Regions from separate parts of the Capra hircus genome. Here region 2 is linked to region 1. The links are chromatin contacts, called in public Hi-C maps. All regions are on one chromosome and are shown on one strand. Each heading gives the region's core, a stretch centred on a gene start, on an enhancer-like site or on the middle of the called end of the contact. The rest is flanking DNA. Distances are from core to core; before and after follow the strand shown. Region 1 holds the start of CDKN1A (cyclin-dependent kinase inhibitor 1). Region 2 has its middle 25 kb from the start of SRSF3.

Region 1 (3,926 bases), core at 771-3,270:
GTGTGTGTATTTTGGGACTTGGATCTTGAGTGTGGCTTTTATCAACCTGCTTCTTTGCCTCTTTAGGGCAGAAAGCCCTCTCTTAAGAGCAAACCTGGCTACACATTCAAGGGAATGCTTGGAAACTTTTTTTTTTTAAGTGCTGAACAGTACTAGACAACAGTAGGTGCTTAATAAATATTTGCTGAGTTCTATTGTGGTGGTGGTGGTGGTGAGTTAAAAATTATAAAAAAAAAAAATCACTTCCCCAAAAAACAACAAAAAGAATTATTTCATTGTGAAGCTCAGGACCATAAAACTAATTCAATACAAGCTGTCGTTAAATTTTTTTCCCCAAAAGTAAACAGATAGACAATGTCAAGTCTATTTACAATGTCCGAAAGCCAAGGGGATTCGAGACAGTAGGAGGATGTGCCCGTCCTGTGCTGGACATTTGACAACCCAGCCTTTAGGTGGTGTGGGCACAGGTGTGTTGGAAGTAGGGACGGTGGAGCTGGGAGACGAGAGGGCTGGTCCTGGGGTCTTGGCCTGTTTGAGGTTCTTCCAAAGTCCACCTACAATTCTGGCTTGATTCCAATATCAGGCAGGCAAGGGGGTCTGGTAAAGGGTCCTCCCACCCCTCCCCGGGCTCCTGTTCCAGCAGTAGAGGAGAAGCAAGCCTGTCCTCCCTGAGGTCAGCTGCTTTGGGGGAAGAAGACTGGGCATGTCTGGGCAGAGATTTCCAGACGCCGAACAGCCCTAGAGGTCAGTAATTGCAGCTGCTTCCAGCCTGCATTCTATGTTTTAGTCAATTTCTGTTCAGATTAACACTCTGTTCTCTGCAATTTTTTTACAGGCAGAAATCAAAAATATTTCAGATGAAGGAAGGAAGCAAAGGTGGGGTACAAGTGGGGATGGGGAGCAGCAGGGCACCTCACTAGCTTTTGCATCTGCTGGAAGCTCTGGTTGGCCTTTCTAGAATTGCTTTCGTCCGTGTCACCTCAGAGTATTGCCTGGAAATGACAGGTGCTAGGCATATCTTGTATTCTAAAGCCGCTGAAACAGGGCAATAAGCAGAGAGCTCTGGATGAGAAGCAAAAGGTCTGTGTTCTAACCATCACCATTGACTTGCTGTATCCCCTGAGTCAGGCCTCCAAGCTCTGAGCCTCCCTTTGCAGCAGTGTATGTGGTGGGTGGGGATTACCCAGGAGATAACTCACCCACCCAATCCTTCTCCCCTTCCCAGCCCGCAAATCCACAGCAATCAGATTGAGCTTTCCTCTGCTAAGGTGAGACGGGAGGTGGATATAGGCGGTGAGGAGGAGGGGGTGGGAAGCTTAGCTCAGTGTCCCATTTTCCCTGGAGACCAAGCTAGCCCTTTCTTGGCAGTGTCCCCAATTCCGTCCTTCCCTGGAGCATTTGACAAATAACTTCTCACCCCTTTAGTTCTGTGGGCTTCGGTCGGATTCCTCTTCTGTGAAATACGGGGAATTGAATCCTCTTCTGTGAAATAAAGGGAATTGAATCCGTTCTGGCCCCCAAGAATGCTTTGTTGGGGTCTCTGGGTGCCTCAGGTGATGGGGAGAGGTGGTGTAGTGAGGGACCCATGGTGGTACAGTGGGGCTTTTCTGGGAATTGCAAAGTGAAGTGTTGTTTTAAAAACAAAATTATTTAAGGATCTTTTTTCCTTTATTAATGTCATTCCTCGTGGTTTATTCAGGTGTTGGGGTAAATCCTTGCCCAGAGCCAGTCGGTGGTGGGTCAGGGAGGGGGGCTAGTCCGTCTGGTCCCAATAGCGCCGCCGTCACGTTGGTGGGAGGTCCAACTCGCCCTCCCCACCCCAACCACCCCGAACTGGGGGGAAAAAAAAAGAGAACTGGGACTCAGTTCTTGCGGAAATATGTCAAGTGCACAAACCCAGGCGCGGAGAGTGGGAAGGAGGGAAGCGCCCCCCTGCAGCCTGTGAGGTTGGCAGCGGAGTCATCGGGGAGCCGTCGGAGCAGAAGCGCCGCTGTGGGCGGAGCGGCCGGTCCCGCCTCCAGCCTCTTTATAAGCCCGGCGCCCGGCGCCCGGCGGCGCCAGCTGAGGTGTGAGCAGCGGCTGGAGACCGTGGTTGGGAGACCCGGCGCTGCGCGCAGATTCACGGAGACGTCCCGAGACCCCCAGGAGAGGTGAGGGAGCCGGGGCCAGAGCGGATCCCGAGCTGAGGCTCCCGAGCCGAGCCGAGCGAGTCCGCGTGTTTGTCCGTGCCCCTGGGGGGTGTGTATCCGCGGGGGCGCGTGTGTCCTGTGTTCACAGGTGAATGGCGCGCGGGGCCCTGCGCGCGGGTCTCGGTTTGGAGTGCACCAAGGGCTGTGAGTGCGCGTGTGGGGACAGGGCCCGGGATGCGTCGGAGGCTCCGGGCGCGGAGAAGGCGCCCAAGTACTAGGGATCTCCCCTCTGCGATCCCTCCCCTGGAAACTCCGCCGGGGCGAGGGAAGGCGTGGACCCGGCCGAGGGTGCGCCCGGGACTCCAGGCTCGGCACGCTCGCTGCGTGGGGACAAAGCCCGGTCCGCGCAGGACTCCGGGAGGGGCGGGGAAAGCCAAGCCGAACAGGTTCATCTGGGATCCATTCCCGGGCGGTTCTCAGATCCGATCGGTGTCGTCCTGGCCCAGAACCGAGGTCAGAGTCCCCGGTGCTGCTGAGGTCAGCTCCGGCTGTGTCCTGGGCCCCTGGGAACGTGTCGGGACACGTTCCTTAAGAGTAAGCTGGGAGGTGACTCACGGTGACAAGAAGACCCCGGGGAACGAGCCGGGTGACATCAGAACTCCGCCAGGGCTGGGAGACTGTGGCTCCGCCAGAAGTCCCTTCTCCCTCTCCACGGTCTCTGTGCCCCCACGCCGCCACCATCAATCAGCACAGTGACCTATTTGGCTGGCACAGAGTGTTCTCAGGGAAACCGGGACACCGGGAGGTCCAAGACCGGGTGTCCGGTCCCTGCCCCGAGGCGCGCCCTCTGGGACCCGGAGCCGCGGCCGGGCGCTGGGTGGGCTTGCGCCAGCCTGTCAGTTAGGGAAGCCCCGAAGCCGGACCTACCTCTCTCCCAGCGCTGCCGTGAGAACCCCGGCCCAGCCTGCCCTTGGGTCGGCCGGACGGACTCGGGGACAGGAGCCGAGCTCTGCTCTGCGGCGCGGTGGGGGCACCCAGCCCAGGACGGGGGCGGTGGGGGAAGGGAAGGAAAGGTCCTGTGTTTGAGGGATGGGGCTTCGCGGTGCGTCGCTGCTCAGGCCTCCGTCACCTGCTTTCAGGGACTCCAAGCCAGTCCGGAATTCCCTCTCCAAGGACAACAGGGCTAGCAGAGCAGGGCGATTCGCCCTTCGGACGCCACCGCCCAGCGCGGACTGTAGTGCGTCCGCCTTGTCCGCCTGGTCTGGGGCCCTCGGAGGACACTTGCGCGTTCCCCGTAGGGACAAGAATCCTGGAACTGGGTTTGGTGCTTTAGGGCGCCCGGGCAGCTCCCTCCCTCCCTCCTTCCCCTTCCTCCACGTTGCGTTTCGGGGAGGACTTAAGAGCGGTTTTGTTTTCGTTGCTCCCGTCTATTTTTATTTTTCAGGGATCTGACTCATCCCTTGCTTTGGGCGTGGAGATAAGGTGGAGGGAACAGATCTCGGCGCGCTTGTTGCGTGCGTGCCGTGTGTGTGTGCGTGCCGTGTGTGTGTGTGTGTGTGTGTGTGTGTGTACGCGCGTACGCGCGTGTTTCACAAGAGGCGGCGCGAGAGCGCGCTGTTTCCCAATAGTGGCGGGCGTTTCGGAAGCCTGACTGGCTCAGCGTGACGTGTTCGCGGCCCCCGATCCCCCTCCCACTCCCCCTCCCCACCCCAGGGTGACGTGCAGCGGGAGTGGAAGCGAAGTTTTGGCGGGCGGGTAGCGCTTTGCAGGAAACTGACTCATCACAGCTCGCTGCCG
Region 2 (3,926 bases), core at 721-3,220, 45 kb before region 1:
ATGCCATGTCTCTCAACTCACCAATTAGGAAGCCTAGAAACTGTGGTTTGGAGACCACGTGTCCAGTTCTGTCTAGTTATTCAGGTAATTTTACCTGGGAAGCCCTCTCTGAGTGTCAGAGCCACACGATAAGTGACATATATAGTAGCTGGTTGGTGGGGAGGGCCGCCACTTCTTAGGGCCCACCCCAGGAGGTGGTGGACATTAAGTGCCAAGTGAGGAAACTGTTTTAGAGCCAAAGCGTTAAAAAAAAAAAAAAAAAAAAATCCTGGCCACAAACCACTGAGGCTCTACTGAGAGCTTGTTTTGTGCAGGTTCTGAGCCCGGGAAGGCGTCTGGGCGGGAGGGGCGGGGGGAGGCTGGAGTGGCAGTTCAAAATAGGAGGAGGAATAACCCTGGATGGGGTATGGCCCTTCAAGAGGCGGGAATGGCATGAGCAGAGGCATGGAAGTAGGAATGTATAAAATGTGTTACAGGGAAGAGTTAGGTTACCACAGAGTTTCCAGTAATAAATGTCCATTGTCTACTACGTGCTAGACCCTGTTCAAGTCACCAGGATGAAGCTGGTGAACAAAACAAAAATCCCTCCTCTGTGGACGTTGTAGTGCATAGCCAAGATGATAATAGCTCACACTTATTGAGTGCTTACTACATACCTCGCACTTGTTTCAAGTACTTTATTTACTCATTTAATCCTCAAAACATCCACATAAAGTAGGCATGGTTATTGTCTCTAGTCCGCAGATGAGGAAGTGTTGGCACGGAGAGTGGAGGCATCTGCAGACTCAGAGCCCCGCTCTGGCCACTCTGGCCGCTCTGGCCCTGCCATTCCAATACTCCACCACCCTCGGTGAGAAAGGGTGGGAGGTCAGGTTGCCAGGCAACACGGGCTGGTCTGGATGGTGGCGCATGCTGGGCAGGGAAAGTGGGTATCCAAGTGTCTTTGGAAGATTACGCTGGGGGCGTGAACGTGAAAGTCGCTCAGTTGTGTCCGACTCTTTGCGACCCCATGGGCTATACAGTCCGTAGAATTCTCTAGGCCAGAATACTGGAGTGGGTAGCCTTTCCCTTCTCAAGGCTATCTTCCCAACCCAGGGATCAAACCCAGGTCTCCTGCACTGCAGGTGGAGTCTTTACCAGCCGAACCACAGGGGAAGCCCACTCCGGGGTGGGGGGTGTGTGGAGTCAAATGGGGAGAAGCACATGGCTGGAAGGACTTGGGGGTTTGGGGGCGGGCAGCGAACCCCTCTAACTTTACTGGCTGGAGGGAGAAGAGTGAAGACAGAAGAATCAGTTGATAGGGCTCGGGACATTCCTTAGGTCATAGCTTGTGTGGAATTAGTGAACTTGGTGGAAATTATTCTCTCCTCCTCGAGGAGGACTGACTGCTGGTTTACTGCGGATTATTCTTTGTATTATCAGTGACTGCATTTCACAAAGGGTGACGGGGCCTCTCTTGTGGGTCAGGCCCTGAGCCCAAAACACGAAAGGTCTCCCAGACTTGGCCAGAAGACATGATTTGTGCCAAGTCCAGCCTTGGTTTTTTCTCTCCAAACTCCATTACCTCAAACCCAGCGTTCGGGTAAGTTGCAGACCCGCTCCTATTCTCCTTCACCCCCTGTCCCCCACCCCCGTCTCTGCCCTGCAGGCCCCTTCATATTTCTTCATCAGAAATCCTAACGCCGGCCCCTCCTGGTGGCCGGTCTGCCGGTCCCCAGGCCTGGTGGGAGCCTGGCTTTTGTGCTCGTGGTACCACTGCTTTGCCTCCCTGCCTACCGACCTCTGTCATGCCTGCTTCAGACTTGCAGAAGCACAAGCCAGACCCCTTTTTCAACCTATTCCAGTTTCCATCCATGTTTCCTGAACGGATATAAAGTTCCACTTGGGTTTAGGTAAGAGCGGCCAACTTTATTTTTTTTGGCCGCCACTGCCCGGCTGCTGCCAGTCCAGCCTCCCGGCGGCCCCCTCCCTGCACCTGCACGCACGCCCTCTTGGCTGCACGGTTTTGCCAAGCCCTCTCCTTGCTGGGTTTGCCTGTCCCCCGGAATCCCAGAAGAGCTTGGATCCTCATGCATCACGTCCCTGCTGCGTCCTTCAGCCCTTCCCCCCGCCCTCCCACCCTAACTCAGCTCTGACCCTCTGACCGCATATACCCTACTCTGCGGCAGGGTGGGGTCCAGGGATCGGGTACTCCTGTGAGTTGGCCATGATGTGAAGAACATATTTCAAGATTGCCCTTTAAGAAGGTCCTCAGCCAGGCATAGCCCTTGAGGGCTGGGGATTCCCGCCTGGGAATTTTTCCAACATTCTGCCAGCTGTTTCTTCTCTTTCAGTAGTTTTATTATTTTTCTTTCTGTTCTGACTCCTCCTTTCGCTTTCAGTGTGGCAGCTCAGGCCAAATGGCAGGGGAGGGGGGGACCTGGCATTTGCTGAGGTAGGAGCTACGACCATGGTCGGCTGTGCAAAGGGAGGGCATGGGATGAAGGGGGAAACAGGAGTGGCACACAGGAAGTGAGGCCAGCAGCAGGGGGGCCTCTAGCTTTTCTGGTGATCTTCATGTCGCTCGGCTCTGGGCACAGGGCCTCGACTCCTCCTGGCTCCTGTCAAAGTAGCCTGCTGGCTACTTGGAGGGTGACACATTAACCCAGTAACACCAATTCACTTGTCAGAAGTGCTAGCTGCTGCCTAAGAGACCAGACGCCAAGGAGAAGGGCACAGGGATCGGATCAGTTGTGAAGGAGGGCTTGGGAAGGGTTGGGCGCAGGGAGGCCACGTTTGGGGAGGTGCCGTGACACCTCTGAGCAGGAAGGAGGTGCCAGACACCCTAGGGATTTGGGTGGGAGGGATGAACTCCTACCTAGGAGAGCTTTTTCCACTACAAAATTAGGCTCCAGGAGGGTGGGTAGTGTGAGTAGAGTCCCTTGGTGAGATCATTTCCCTAGGGAGATGTTAGTATCACAGCATTTGCCTGTGTTACTGGGCCTCCACACTGGGTCCCCCTGGAAAGCTTCTTGCTGGGGACAGCCACTGGCCTCCAGCTTCAGATAAGGATTATTAAACTCAGCTGTGTATAACAGAAGAGCAAAATAAGTGGCTTAAACCTGAGAATATTTTTCCCTCACCTTCAACTGTGGAGACAGTCTTGAGCATTTTAAAAGCAAGACTTACAGGAATAGAGACCTCCAGGTACGCCCTCACCTTCGGAACTCTGCTTGTCAGGCAGCTCATTCTGTGCACAGCGGGATGCCTGTGCCCTGCAGGGACTTCCTTCCCTCCCCGTCTCAGAGCCCCACGTGATTCCTGGGCTCGCCTCCCAAATTCTTATCTGGGGCTCTGTATCTGAGGGTCCCCCGAGTAAGATGCTGGTATCAGTGAGAAATTACTGCATTTGAAGCACTGTCTCATTTCTTCCTCGGCCCTGCCTGGTGGGATGCCATTATTAAACCCCATTCTAGGGATGAGGCTGTGACTTGCCCTAAGGCACCCACATTAGAGCCAAGACTAAAAAAAAAAAAACCAGGTCGTTTTGTGATATCATCTTGTGATGGATTCCTAGACTTCCCCAAGTCAGATAATGCATGTTTTTGGACTTTTGATCTGTTCTGACAAATGGCCCCTGAGTCAAGTAAAGCCCCCTGTCCCTCCCTGCTGGCAGTGTAGAGGCCCACTGGCTTCTCAAGTTCTCACTGCTAAGGGTTCTTAGCTCTTTTCAGCTCAGCCCCTGTGAGGCCATTCCTCCAAAATATGTATTTAAAAAAAAGATTCAGAGAGCATTAATACTAACTAGCCTGTTAGCCTTGTACTAGCAGATGTACGATATGTGTCTGTTGAGTTGAACTGCAGAGAAGGCACCAAGTGGACACGCGCCTACCCGGCGCAGAACAGTCTTGCTGGGAATGTAGCTTTTGCCCATCTTCCCTCCCTGG

Evidence for each region. A called contact is a pair of places that touch in the nucleus more often than the background predicts.
Region 2: a Hi-C map of blood shows a contact between it and region 1, with 5 times the contacts expected there. The contact joins the enhancer-like site here to the promoter of CDKN1A in region 1. A contact is called at or near these places in 2 of 5 Hi-C or Micro-C datasets (both in blood).

Annotation. Positions count from the first base shown.
Region 1 is chr23:38,162,419-38,166,344 of ARS1.2, reverse strand. It overlaps CDKN1A (cyclin-dependent kinase inhibitor 1), which reads left to right and starts at 2,020. Exons shown (of 3, transcript XM_018039118.1): 1 at 2,020-2,150.
Region 2 is chr23:38,207,320-38,211,245 of ARS1.2, reverse strand. No RefSeq gene overlaps it. Among named protein-coding and RNA genes, the nearest start is that of SRSF3, 25 kb to the left of the region's middle. Within about 2 kb of position 1,970, at least 1 of the 5 cell types and tissues checked has an H3K27ac peak or open chromatin away from gene starts, as enhancers often do.